2 separate regions of the Mus musculus genome follow, and region 1 is linked to region 2. The links are chromatin contacts, called in public promoter capture Hi-C maps. All regions are on one chromosome and are shown on one strand. Each heading gives the region's core, a stretch centred on a gene start, on an enhancer-like site or on the middle of the called end of the contact. The rest is flanking DNA. Distances are from core to core; before and after follow the strand shown.

What was found. Promoter capture Hi-C pulls out the DNA fragments that hold promoters and counts their contacts.
Region 1: a promoter capture Hi-C map of pre-B cells shows a contact between it and region 2, with 6 times the contacts expected there. The contact joins the promoter of Parp4 here to the promoter of Mapk1ip1l in region 2. A contact is called at or near these places in 3 of 39 promoter capture datasets (cranial neural crest, liver and pre-B cells).

Annotation. Positions count from the first base shown.
Region 1 is chr14:56,572,529-56,577,786 of GRCm38.p6, reverse strand. It overlaps Parp4 (poly (ADP-ribose) polymerase family, member 4), which reads right to left and starts at 2,168. Exons shown (of 35, transcript NM_001145978.2): 1 at 2,057-2,168. It also overlaps a transcript of Cenpj not described here.
Region 2 is chr14:47,296,113-47,301,888 of GRCm38.p6, reverse strand. Mapk1ip1l (mitogen-activated protein kinase 1 interacting protein 1-like) reads right to left here and starts at 3,615. Exons shown (of 4, transcript NM_178684.6): 1 at 3,484-3,615. Gm35078 reads right to left here and starts at 5,347. Exons shown (of 2, transcript XM_006519856.4): 1 at 5,266-5,347; 2 at 3,484-3,906. The coding sequence starts at 5,279. The coding sequence ends at 3,501.

The DNA of each region.
Region 1 (5,258 bases), core at 919-3,418, 9.3 Mb before region 2:
TCCAACATCCTTCATGACAAAGCCCCTGCAGAACTAGAGACAGAAGAAATGCATACCTCAATGTTTTAAGAGCTAAATACGGCAAGCCTGTAGCCAACATCACACTACATGGGGAATTTCCTCTAAAGTTAGAAAGGAGACAAGGGTGGCCATTCTCCACTCTTTTGAATATGGTGCTAGAAGTCTTACTGGACTAGTAAGAGAGAAAATAAGAGAAACAGACATGGGAAAGGGAACGGCCAACTCACCCCTATTTCTGCATGACACGATGCAATCCTCAAAAGATCCTAAAGACCCCACCAGACACTATGTGTTGCTGGGTTTTAGTGAATTTGTTTGGTTTGCTTTACATTTTTTTTAGCCTTGGCTAGCCTAGAACTTGCTATGTAGACCAGGTTGGGCTCGATCTCAGAGTTCTTTCTCACCCGAGTCTTAGGCTTGAAGGTGTGTACCACTACACCTCACCGGCCTGGTATAATGTTGAGATCCAATCTGTACCTGCTGGCCTAGAGCTCACTGTGAAGCTCAGGTCTCAAACTCATGGTGATCCTCCTGTTGTAGCCTCCAGAGTGTTAGGATTACTGGGGTGTGCCCCCATGACTGGCTTCTACCAGAAAATCCTTAGACTTGAAAAACACTTTTAGAAAAGTAGCAGAAAAAAACCAACAAACAAAACATAGGCATCCTTTCACTGAACCAAATACAAACGTGTCAAAAAGACCTGAAGGGAAAAAAGTCATTTCCAATAGCTTTTAAATATCAAACTCGAGCCTGGTGGTGGTGGTGGTGGTGGTGGTGGTGGTGCACGCCTTTGGTTCCAGCACTCAGGAGGCAGAGGCAAGCTGATCTCTGAGCTTGAGGCCAGCCTGGTCTATAGAAAAAGTTCTTGAGCAGCCAGGACTATACAGAGAAGCCCTGTCTCGAAAAAACAAAACAAAACAAAAAACTGCACAGTGGAGAGAGAAGGCTGCCTCGCTAGGGAGTGAACACCCACGTTTCTTCCTTTCAGCGTGTCGTAGGGGAGCCCATCACAAGCCGTCTTCCTATTGGCTGCCCTGAGACAGATCCCAGCTTTGATCCTGTTGTTACTCTTCCTTACCTCATCTCACTGCTTACAGTCAAACATGAAAGTCAGGGCATGAACCCCTGACAGGAACGTGGAAGCCGGTGGTTCTCAATCTTGACCCCTTTGACAGTGGGTTTAAGACTATAGGAAACACAGATATTTTTACTTACTATTCATAACAGTAGCACAATTTAAGGAACTGACTGGATTAAAGGCTGTGATTGGCATGTAAAGTGAGTAGATTAATTAGTGGTCAAGGAAGAACGCAGTTTACTGGCTTGCTTTCTGTTTCTGCTCACCTCATACAATCCAGGACCACCTGCCCAGAAGCGGTGCCTACAGTGGGCTAAGCTCTCTTCCTTCAGTTAGCAATCAAGAAAATGCTCTGCAGACACACCCCAGAGGTCAATTTGACGGAGGCGATTTCTCAATTGAGGTTCATTTTTTTCCAGGTGCGTCAATTTAACAACCAAGAATAGCCATAGCACCGGAAGTACCTTTAGTAGGACAGAGGCATAAATCCAACCTAAGGACAAATCTACGTGGGGCGGATTTCCTGGCCTTCCCCTTTTTCATTAACATAAATTGTAACTGCCATAGGTAAGGCCTAGACAGACTAAGAATTTCTCTATTCCCAGTCTTGGCTAAAACTGCAAATTAACTCACCCCATCTTTTTTACTTATTTTTTGTCTTAATAGGACCCGGAGCTTAGTCAGATTCGGCTAAATTTCAACTCCAGACCTCAATGAGTTATTTTCTTCTACCAAAAGTTTCCTCAACTTTCAGAAAGTAAAGAAATGTTGCGTTCTGTTGCAGTTATTTTCCCAAAACAGCAGTGGGTCTGATGGCGCAGTCAACATTGACCTCCCCTCCCCTGGCACTCCCCTCCTAGGGCCGCTGACCCTGAGCCAGGCCTCAGAAGGTCAAGACCACCAGAGACTACCGGGGACCCTCGGGCTGTCAGACAGCCTCCTGGGGTACCCACGCACCTGCTCGGAGATCCCGCCTGGCCCTTCCTGGTGTCGGATGGTCCCCTCCTCCGTGCTCCGCAGCCAGCGTTCCAGCCTTGGTGCTTCCGCTCCAGGCGCAGCCGGGTTAGGTGGGGCGCGGCGGGGCGGGACCGTGGCTGCGGCTCCTGAACACCGGACCTACGCCCCTTAGAGGGATGTCCTGCGACTGTCCAGCTGGGGAGAAGGCGTGGCCTCAGCTTTCCAGATCAGCCTAGCGTTCAGGACTTTCACTTTCTTTTTCAGAGTGTAAATTGCCAGTAGGAGTAAACCCAAAATTCGAATCTGGGAGACTTGATGGATGGGGACTTTTGACAGAGAAATGATTACGGATTGGGGTTAAATAGGGTGCTGGAATCCCAGGGCAGGTAAGAAACAAATTTCCCAAAGGGGCATCAGAGAGAATTTAGGACTGAAGAGCTAGGTCATTGGTAGAAAGCTTGGCTAACATTTGTGGGCCCCTGGGTTCGATTTTCAGCAGCAACAGTGGAAGAAAATGAGAACTTCTGAGTTTGAAGCGCACAATAGCATCCATCACTAATTGGAGACGCTCAAACGATGGGTCTAGGGCTAGACAGCTCAGCTGGTTATTTGCTTCACATGTGTGGGCCCTGGGCGCTAGAATCAGAAATGTACTGAGTAGGGACTGATTTAGAAATAATTCCATTAATAATTTCAGAATATGATGAATGAAACGAGACTATAAGGTCTAGACTAGAGAATTGAATGTAAAAGGTGAATTTTGGTGACATGATTTATTGGGTGCTGTCCTCAGGTGCCAAATGATCTGGAACTTATTATGTGTACTAGGCTAGGTAGCCAGTGAGCACTAAGGATCTACCAGTCTCTTCCTCCCAGCACTGGGGTTACAAGCACATACCATTATGTGTGGCTTTATATGTATATTATATGGCTTTATATATAGTATATATAATATACTATATTTGTTTGCATGCATACACATATGTGTGCTTATGATTTCTCTTCTTCTTTGACATGACTGGGTATAGGACTCATGTCATCAGGCTTGTAGGGCAAATACTTTACCCACTGAGCCACCTAGCCAGCTTCCAGCTTTTTCCTTTTTAAAATGGTGGGGGGGTGTGTTACACTCCGGTCTTTATGCTTACCAGGCAAGCACTCTAGGGACTGAGCCACCTCCCCCTCCCTAGAAACGTCTTTACTGGACTGAGGATATGCTTCAGCAGGTTAAAGTGCTGTGTGAAGCCCTGGGTTCAGTCCCTAATACTGTATTAAAAACAGGGTTGGTGGTATATGTGTGTAGTCCCTACAGACTGGAGGTACAGACAGGAGGATCAGAAGTCAAAGATCTTTAGTGAGTTCTTAAAAAGCAAAGCAGAAAAGGAGACATTTTTACTGTACTACTAGTTTCTTGTCTTATTGCTCTGATAGAAGCAGCTTTTGGAAGGAGAGGGTGTGCTGGCTTACAGTCCTAGGGTGTACAGTCTTTCATGGCAGGGAAGGTCTGACTGCAGGAGCAGGAGGTGTCTGATCGCATCTTGCCCACAGTCAGAGGGTAATAAGTGAAATGATGAGTATTGTCTGCTTTCCCTTTAATTCCATTCAGGTCCTTAGCCCATGGGATGATGCCACTCATGGTTTTGGCACAGCTTATCAATGGGGGTGGGGGTGGGGTCACACAGTCAACAGTTGAATAATGTGCTGTGTGCTACTTATTTTAATTTTATTCTCCCCCCGCCCCAGGATAGAATTTCTCTGTATCACAGTCCTGGGTGTCTTGGAACTCACTCTGTAAACCAGAGTGGCCTCAACTCACAGAGATCTTTCTGCCTTTTTGAGACAGGGCCTTTCTATATAGTCCAGGCTGCTCTTCAGCTCTAAGTAGCTAGTTCAAGGCTCTTCCTCTGCCCAAGTGATTGGATCATTATACTCTACTTTTAAAATATAGGTATGTAGGTTCCAGGTGATAACTTCCATATTAAATCTTTTTTAAAGATTTATTTATTATTATATGTAAGTACACTGTAGCTGTCTTCAGACACCCCAGAAGAGGGCATCAGATCTCATTACAGATGGTTGTTGCTGGTATTTGAACTCAGGACCTTCAGAAGGGCAGTCAGTGCTCTTAACCGCTGAGCCATCTCTCCAGCCCTTTATTAAAATCTTAATAGCTACTTTAAACTTGAATGTGGAGACATGCTTTGTGGCACATACTTTGGGAAGTGAAGGCAAGAAAACTAGGAGAGAGAGAGAGAGAAAGGGAGAGAGAGAGAGAGAGAGAGAGAGAGAGAGAGAGAGAAAGGATGAGTGTGATAAAATTTGTTTATTCAGACAACAAGCAATGTGGCATAACATACTATACCAAATAAAATGTAGGCAGAAATAGTAGAGAATATTGTGATTATTGTCAAAGACACACATTTTAAGAAAATGATTTTTGGGCATGGTTTCAGGCCAAAAGAAGACCATTTGAACCCTCATTCAGCATCTTAAGTTATTAATTTACTGACTAATCAGCTTAGGGCAGTGGATGGAACTCAGCCTCTGGTACAGCAGGCAAGGTCTTTGCTACCCACTGAGCTCCATTCTCTTGTCAACATTTTAGGTGTGTGATCTTGGTAGTTTTGAACTTTGGCTTTTTCATCTATGATGTAACCTAACAAAACAAAGCAAAACAAAAACTTTTCCCGTCTCCATGTTTGAGGTGTCTGTACAAAATTTTAATTATCTTTAATAATATTGATTTATTTGAACTAATTAGTATAAAGGGCAATTCTTCTTGATGACCTTTTTATATAGAATCTCATGTTAACATACTGGCCTCTAACTTACTCTATATTGGAGGGTGACCTTGAATTTCTGATTCACCTTCCCCACCTGAGAGACTGGTCACCAATTTTGGATTATACAGTGCTGAGGATAGAACATACTAGGCAAGCATTTGATCAACCGGAGAAGAGAAAATGGGATGGCCTAGTGGTTATGGGCATTTGCTGTTCTCTCTCCCAAGATTGGGTTCAGTTTCCAGCTCCTACATGGTAGCTCACAAACATCTGTAGCTCTAGTTCCATGGGATCATGGGATCAGATGGCCCCTATGACCTCTACAGGCACCAGACACACGTCAGGGCACATACTAACATGAAGGCAAAATATGCTTGCACATAAAGTAAAAATAAAATAGTAAAATTATATATTTAAAA
Region 2 (5,776 bases), core at 2,366-4,865:
ATTTGTTTATAAGCCTCTATGGAAAAACATTTTTGCTGAGAACAGACTTGCCCTTACGATTGTACATTTTATTCATGTGACTCCCCTTAACCCTCAAGAGCATACATTGTCTGATGCTCTGAATAAAGTGGGTTATTACATAAGACTTTAGTTCAGCTCATTTATTAAGAGGCTCCATTCTCCCAGGTCCTATCCTCTAGAGCAGTAAGCAATACTGATGTTAGCTATCATCATGATGAGGCTTGAGCTAGGCTGCAGAATGCTACAATACCTAGATTTTCTCAAAAGCCATATAAAACACCCAACGGCACTACGACAAGGTGCGTAACTCTTGGTCAAGAGTACTTTTAATGCTGGGTGAGACGGTGTACCTCTATAATCTTCTGGAGGCCTTGGTCCTGAGGCAGGGCTGAGAACTTGAGGCTATCCTGTATGTTACACAACTTAAGACTCAAGCACACACACACACACACACACACACACACACACACACACACACACACACCTTTTTTCTTTTTGCACAATTACAAACTTTAAACAACTTTCCGTTACTATTTAAAAACTAGTCACTAGAAGAGAAAAATACCTGTCAGCAGATTTCATGGTCTTTACGGAAATCATCCTCATTCCGAGTGTAAGGAGGGGAAACGTCCATTGAGTTATTATGACAACTGGCAAGCAGTGCGTTAGAGGGAAAGGCCACCAAACTTTGACTGGAGACCAAATAATATAAGACCCCATATTTAAACACGAACATTAAACCTTCTGGACAAAAGCAAGGCTCTTAACAATCTTGTAAAAGCCGTGCCTCCTCGATACCCCACCACCAGCTGAAGTTCAAGAATCTAAAGACACAGGCAGTGAGACCATATGGATAAATAAATTCAGAGAAATCAAGGAAAATCAGGACTTCTATGATTTTTGTATGGGTGAGTGTGACAGTGTTAATTCTGAGATTTACCAGAGAAAAACCAATTCCACCATTTTGGGCCAAATTTGAAGGAAGCTTTATTAGATATTAAATACTGACCAAGAGATGGACTTTGGCCAGGACCACTAACTGGCACCTCCAGCTGGGTGGCCTGGAAACACATGTTGGAGGGGCTTTTCTGGACAAAACTCACTGGCCCCCATACTTTCCCACAAGATTTTATTGTTTTCCAAGAACTACAACTCTTAGCATTCTGGAAGTTACCTGGTTCTTGGAAGGGTGAGGCTTACAGGTTAATTTTGGGCATTACATTAGTATATATTATATTGAAAGCAGATTCTGGATCAGTACTGGGTAATTTATCAGATTATATTCCATTTTATAACTGGGTAAGTAAAAAAGCTTGGAATGTTTTGAACATCATAGTAGGAGCTCTTATAATGTATTCCTATTAATTGGAACCCAAGCTTTAGAGTAATTAGTGGCATGGCATAGACATTCCTGAGAAGTGGTATCTCTGCAGTCTGGAATAAAAGCTAGAGTATTAGGTTAAAGACAGGCTCCGGGGTAAGAACAGTTTGTATAAAACCAGAGGAAGACCAGTCTGGGGGAAAGCAGATGCAGTTCAAATTGGCTGGAATACCAGAAAGCAGTAAGACGTTTTAGCAGAGGGTTTTGGACAAGAGTGCTAAATAGCTTTACAGCTTACTTGACTGAGTCAACCTCAGTTTCTTCATGAAGTTAGAATGGGCTGTCATGCTATACAGGAACTAAACAGGACTTCATCTGACCCAGTGACTAAAACTGGAAAATAGCAACAAATGTCCAATTCTCTCTTCCTGCCATTCTTAACATTTTAAAAACTATACACGGGGTTGTTCACTTCCATGGAGGTTCCCCAGAAGGCTAGAAGTGCTTAATGTCCTGGAGTTATACGTGGCTGTGAATGCTGGGACAGAACTCCAGTCCCCTGCGAGAATAGTGCATGTGTTCAACCTGAGCCATCTCTCTCCACACTGCAGCCCCATCTTCTCCTTCTCACTTAAACACAGAACAAAAAAGCCACCAGAGTAGACTGCCTGCCTGGCCTATGGTCAAATCCAGTTCTCTGAGTCCCATACATGGCAGTAAATGGGTATTTTCCAGAGATTTGCTGAGGCTTATTATACTAATCTGTAAATAAATCTCTTAAGTCACTGCCTGGCACTGAGCAAAAAACTCAACAAATGTTAGCTTTTACAACCGATACAATATGGCCACAAACCTTTGTCTATTTTCAAAGCAGAGAGCAACTAAAAAAAAAAAAGCAATTTCCTAAGTACTGCACAAACTTATTTGGTGGCAAAAGCTGACCCGACATTATTTATCCATTTCATTTTCCACCCACTCCCCGCTATAGTCTGAATAGTTACAACTGCTGAATTTTTTTCTTTCCTTCCCTAAAGTTTTGGGACTTGAATTTAGGACCTTGTAGCAAGCCGGGCTAGCACTTATCTACAGGCTCACCCTGTGCAAATATTACTAATTAACAGTCCCCGAGTCTAGGGCTCCTCTATAGTTAACAGTCACAGAATCTCAAGATTGCTGAATTCCTAAGGTTCCTGAGCCCAACGCTCAACCTCTGTAGGGAGAATGAAGATGACACCGATTCCTTCTGTAATCAAAAAGAACATTCCAACCTCGGCAGCTGCAGGAAAAAGTTTTTGAAGGGAAGTGTTCTAGAGAGTGGCTCCAATACTCCACGACTAAAAACTGCCCTCCTCCCCACCCAAGGAGCGCCACTAACAAAGACTTCCGAGGGCGACTCCAGCTTCTGAGGGTTTGGCCTCCAAACAGGCCTTTCGCACATGGGGGAGGGGGCAACACGTGTGTGTTTCTGTAGTAGGCTGTTACACATCTACGGTGGGGTCTGGTTTAGATACTTCAACTTTAGGATTCGTGAAAACATTACTTTCAGTTTTCATGGCAGGGAGGAAAAAAAATGGTTCAAGCGTTCTAGCTAGCTCAAAGGAGAACGTCACTCACTCAGCCCATGGCACCTTCTGTCCCCCGTAGTCATTTAAAGAATGGGTAATTACGATCAGCGAGAAGCTTGTCACACAGAATTATCAGGCGCCAGACCTTGCTGTAAGGATTCGGGTCTCCTCCACTGTCGTTTTTATTAGAAATTAGTGGCTGGGATACCGGTGGAGGGGCAAGGGGACGGGGGGGGGGTGTGGGGGACAAACAAGCTGCCCTTTAGGGTTAAGGGAACAAAGGGAATCCGGGATCAACCGGAGCGAACCAGCCCCCAGCCGGTCACGCAGGCGGATGTGGGGGAGGGTCGCCCGCTCCCGCCTAACCCCTCACCCCCCGCCCGCCCCCGCCCAAGCCTGGCATGACGTGGGCGCCCCGGAACCCGACGGGCGCGACATTAGATCCCTCGGTCGCCTGGTTCCCGGGGGACCCTCCCCATCGAAAGCTCTAGAGCCGCCAGGCCCCCCGGGACCCCGCGTCTTCGCATCGTCTCCCGCCAGCCTCGCGCCCCGCCGCAGGCGCCCAAGCGGACTCACCCGGCAGGATCCGAGTCCTAGGCGCGGCACAGTGGCGGCGGTGAGTCCAGAGAGACGGGCAATGGAGACCCGCTGAAGGCCTGATGGACCGAGACGACAGCGACACGGCTCCTCCTGGCACCGGAAAAGGAAGCGGGGAGGCCGACCTGGCCGCCCGTTATTTCCGCCCGCCCCGCCCAGCTTGCACTGCGCCTCCAGCCGGCCGCCCACGAAACTGCAGGCAGGGCCGCGTGGCTCCGGGAGCCTGGGCTGTTTCCCTCTGGGTGGAGCGCGGGAAGGTTTCCCTGCTTCCTGAGTCCAAAAGACCCAAAGGAAACCCCCTGGCCGGTGATGCTCACCGCAACCCAGGGACTGAAAGCGGAGTTTGGATTCTCTGTGTTTAGAGGTTTTTGTAGACAGGCTCCAAGCTGGCTGTCAGTAGTCCTGTTAAAATCGAGGGTAAAGAGATGAGGGAAAAGGGAAGTCTTTCTAAAGGTCTTGCGAATGAAAACTTTTAAAAGCATATGTCTGCAGAGACTGAGTTGTATAAGTTGGAATTTCAGTACTGTGGAAAGATTGGAATGTTGCAGGTCCAGGGGCTAATTACCTTATCTTGGGCTAGTGCTAGCCCTCCAGAATAGCCACCTCTGTGTCAAAACTAATATCTTGTGGCAATAAGATTAAAAACCTTTTAGGTCTATTAACAGGCAACTAGCCTCTGCCAATCCAAAAGCTAAGAATGTCATCGGATAATGTCTTAGATGTATAGAAAAGCTTCCTCTATCTTGATGTACCCTCCAATGTATCCATCCACCAGTGTGTTTTAAACTTTGCCTTGATTTATAGCGTTCTCTGTTCTGTAAAACTAAAAACCTCGTGATACTGGTTCCATGTTGGGACATGGAATTTGAGGTAACCTAAATTTGTGTTTTGGTGCCATCATCATTCAAAAATGGGTCCAGAATAAGCTATCTCTGATTCCCTTTAAGTTTTAAATTAAGAATAGTGGCCTCAACCTGTGGTTTATGAACCCTTTGGGCGTCGACTCTTTCATAGGGGTCGAATATCAGATATTTACATTATTTATAACAGTAGCAAAAATACAGTTATGAAGTAGCCATGAACTAATTTTCTGGTTGGGGGTTACCACAACATGAGGAATGGTATTAAAGAGTCACAGTATTAGGAAGGTTGATAAGCCACTGCTGTAAGATGAGAGGTGTTGGGTTTTTGAGACTGGCCTCTGTTTCTGGGAGACTCAAAACTGACATACCAGAAAGCAAAATCTAAATCTACATACAGATTTTCAGCCGGTCGTGGTGGCGCACACCTTTAATCCCAGCACTTGAGAGGCAGAGGCAGACAGATTTCTGAGTTTGAGGCCAGCTTGGTCTACAAAGTGAGTTCCAGGACAGCCAGGGATACACAGAGAAACCCTGTCTCGAAAACAAACAAAACAAAAAAATTTTTTTCATTTTTTTTTTTCCTTCCCAGACTTCTGATGTATGTCAGGTCCCAAAGAAACCCTAGACAAGTAAGTGGCCTCCCCAGCACTTCTCACCCCACCCGCTACAGTAAACCTATCTAACCTCTAACCTCTATGACTTCATTTCCACTGAGTGTTCTCCTAATCTGGTTTCTCTTGTCAGGTCTCTTTATCTCCAACCCCCCCACCCTACCCCACCCCACCCCACCCCACCCTTATTCCCCACCCGCCACGACCCTGTTCAGTCTGACTCTTCCAGTTGCCACTGGCTGTTCTCTCCCTCATATCTACAGTAAAACCTCTCTTCTCAACCATACCAAAAAGTGGTCATGTCCTCACTTTCATTCCAAGGTAGGAAAGCTTAAAAAACCAAACCACTGGCTGGAATCACGTCTCAGCAGGTTAAAGTGCCTGCTGTACAAGTTTGACAATCGGAGTTTGACCCTTAGAATGAAGGTAAAAGATAAGTAACTCCACACTTTGTCCTTTGACCTCACACCTGCTAATTCCCATCCTCCCCCACCCTCCAGCTCCCAATACTAAGAATGAAAAACACAACCACAAGGCTGGGGCCAAGGTTTTGGATTAGCAGGTAAAGGTCCTTGCCAAAAACTCCTCACTCCCTGAGTTTGCTCACTGAAAACCATGTGAAAACCTAGGCACTGTGGCTAGCAGCTGGAACTTCAGCATGCCTACAGCTGGAGGCTGAGAGGCTAAGCCTCAAAGTCAAGCCACAAGACAATTAGCCCTCAAAAAGTTGTCCTTTGGCTTTCGAAAGTGTATCATGGTATGCTCCTGAATTTAACACATGCACACAAATCTTTAAAA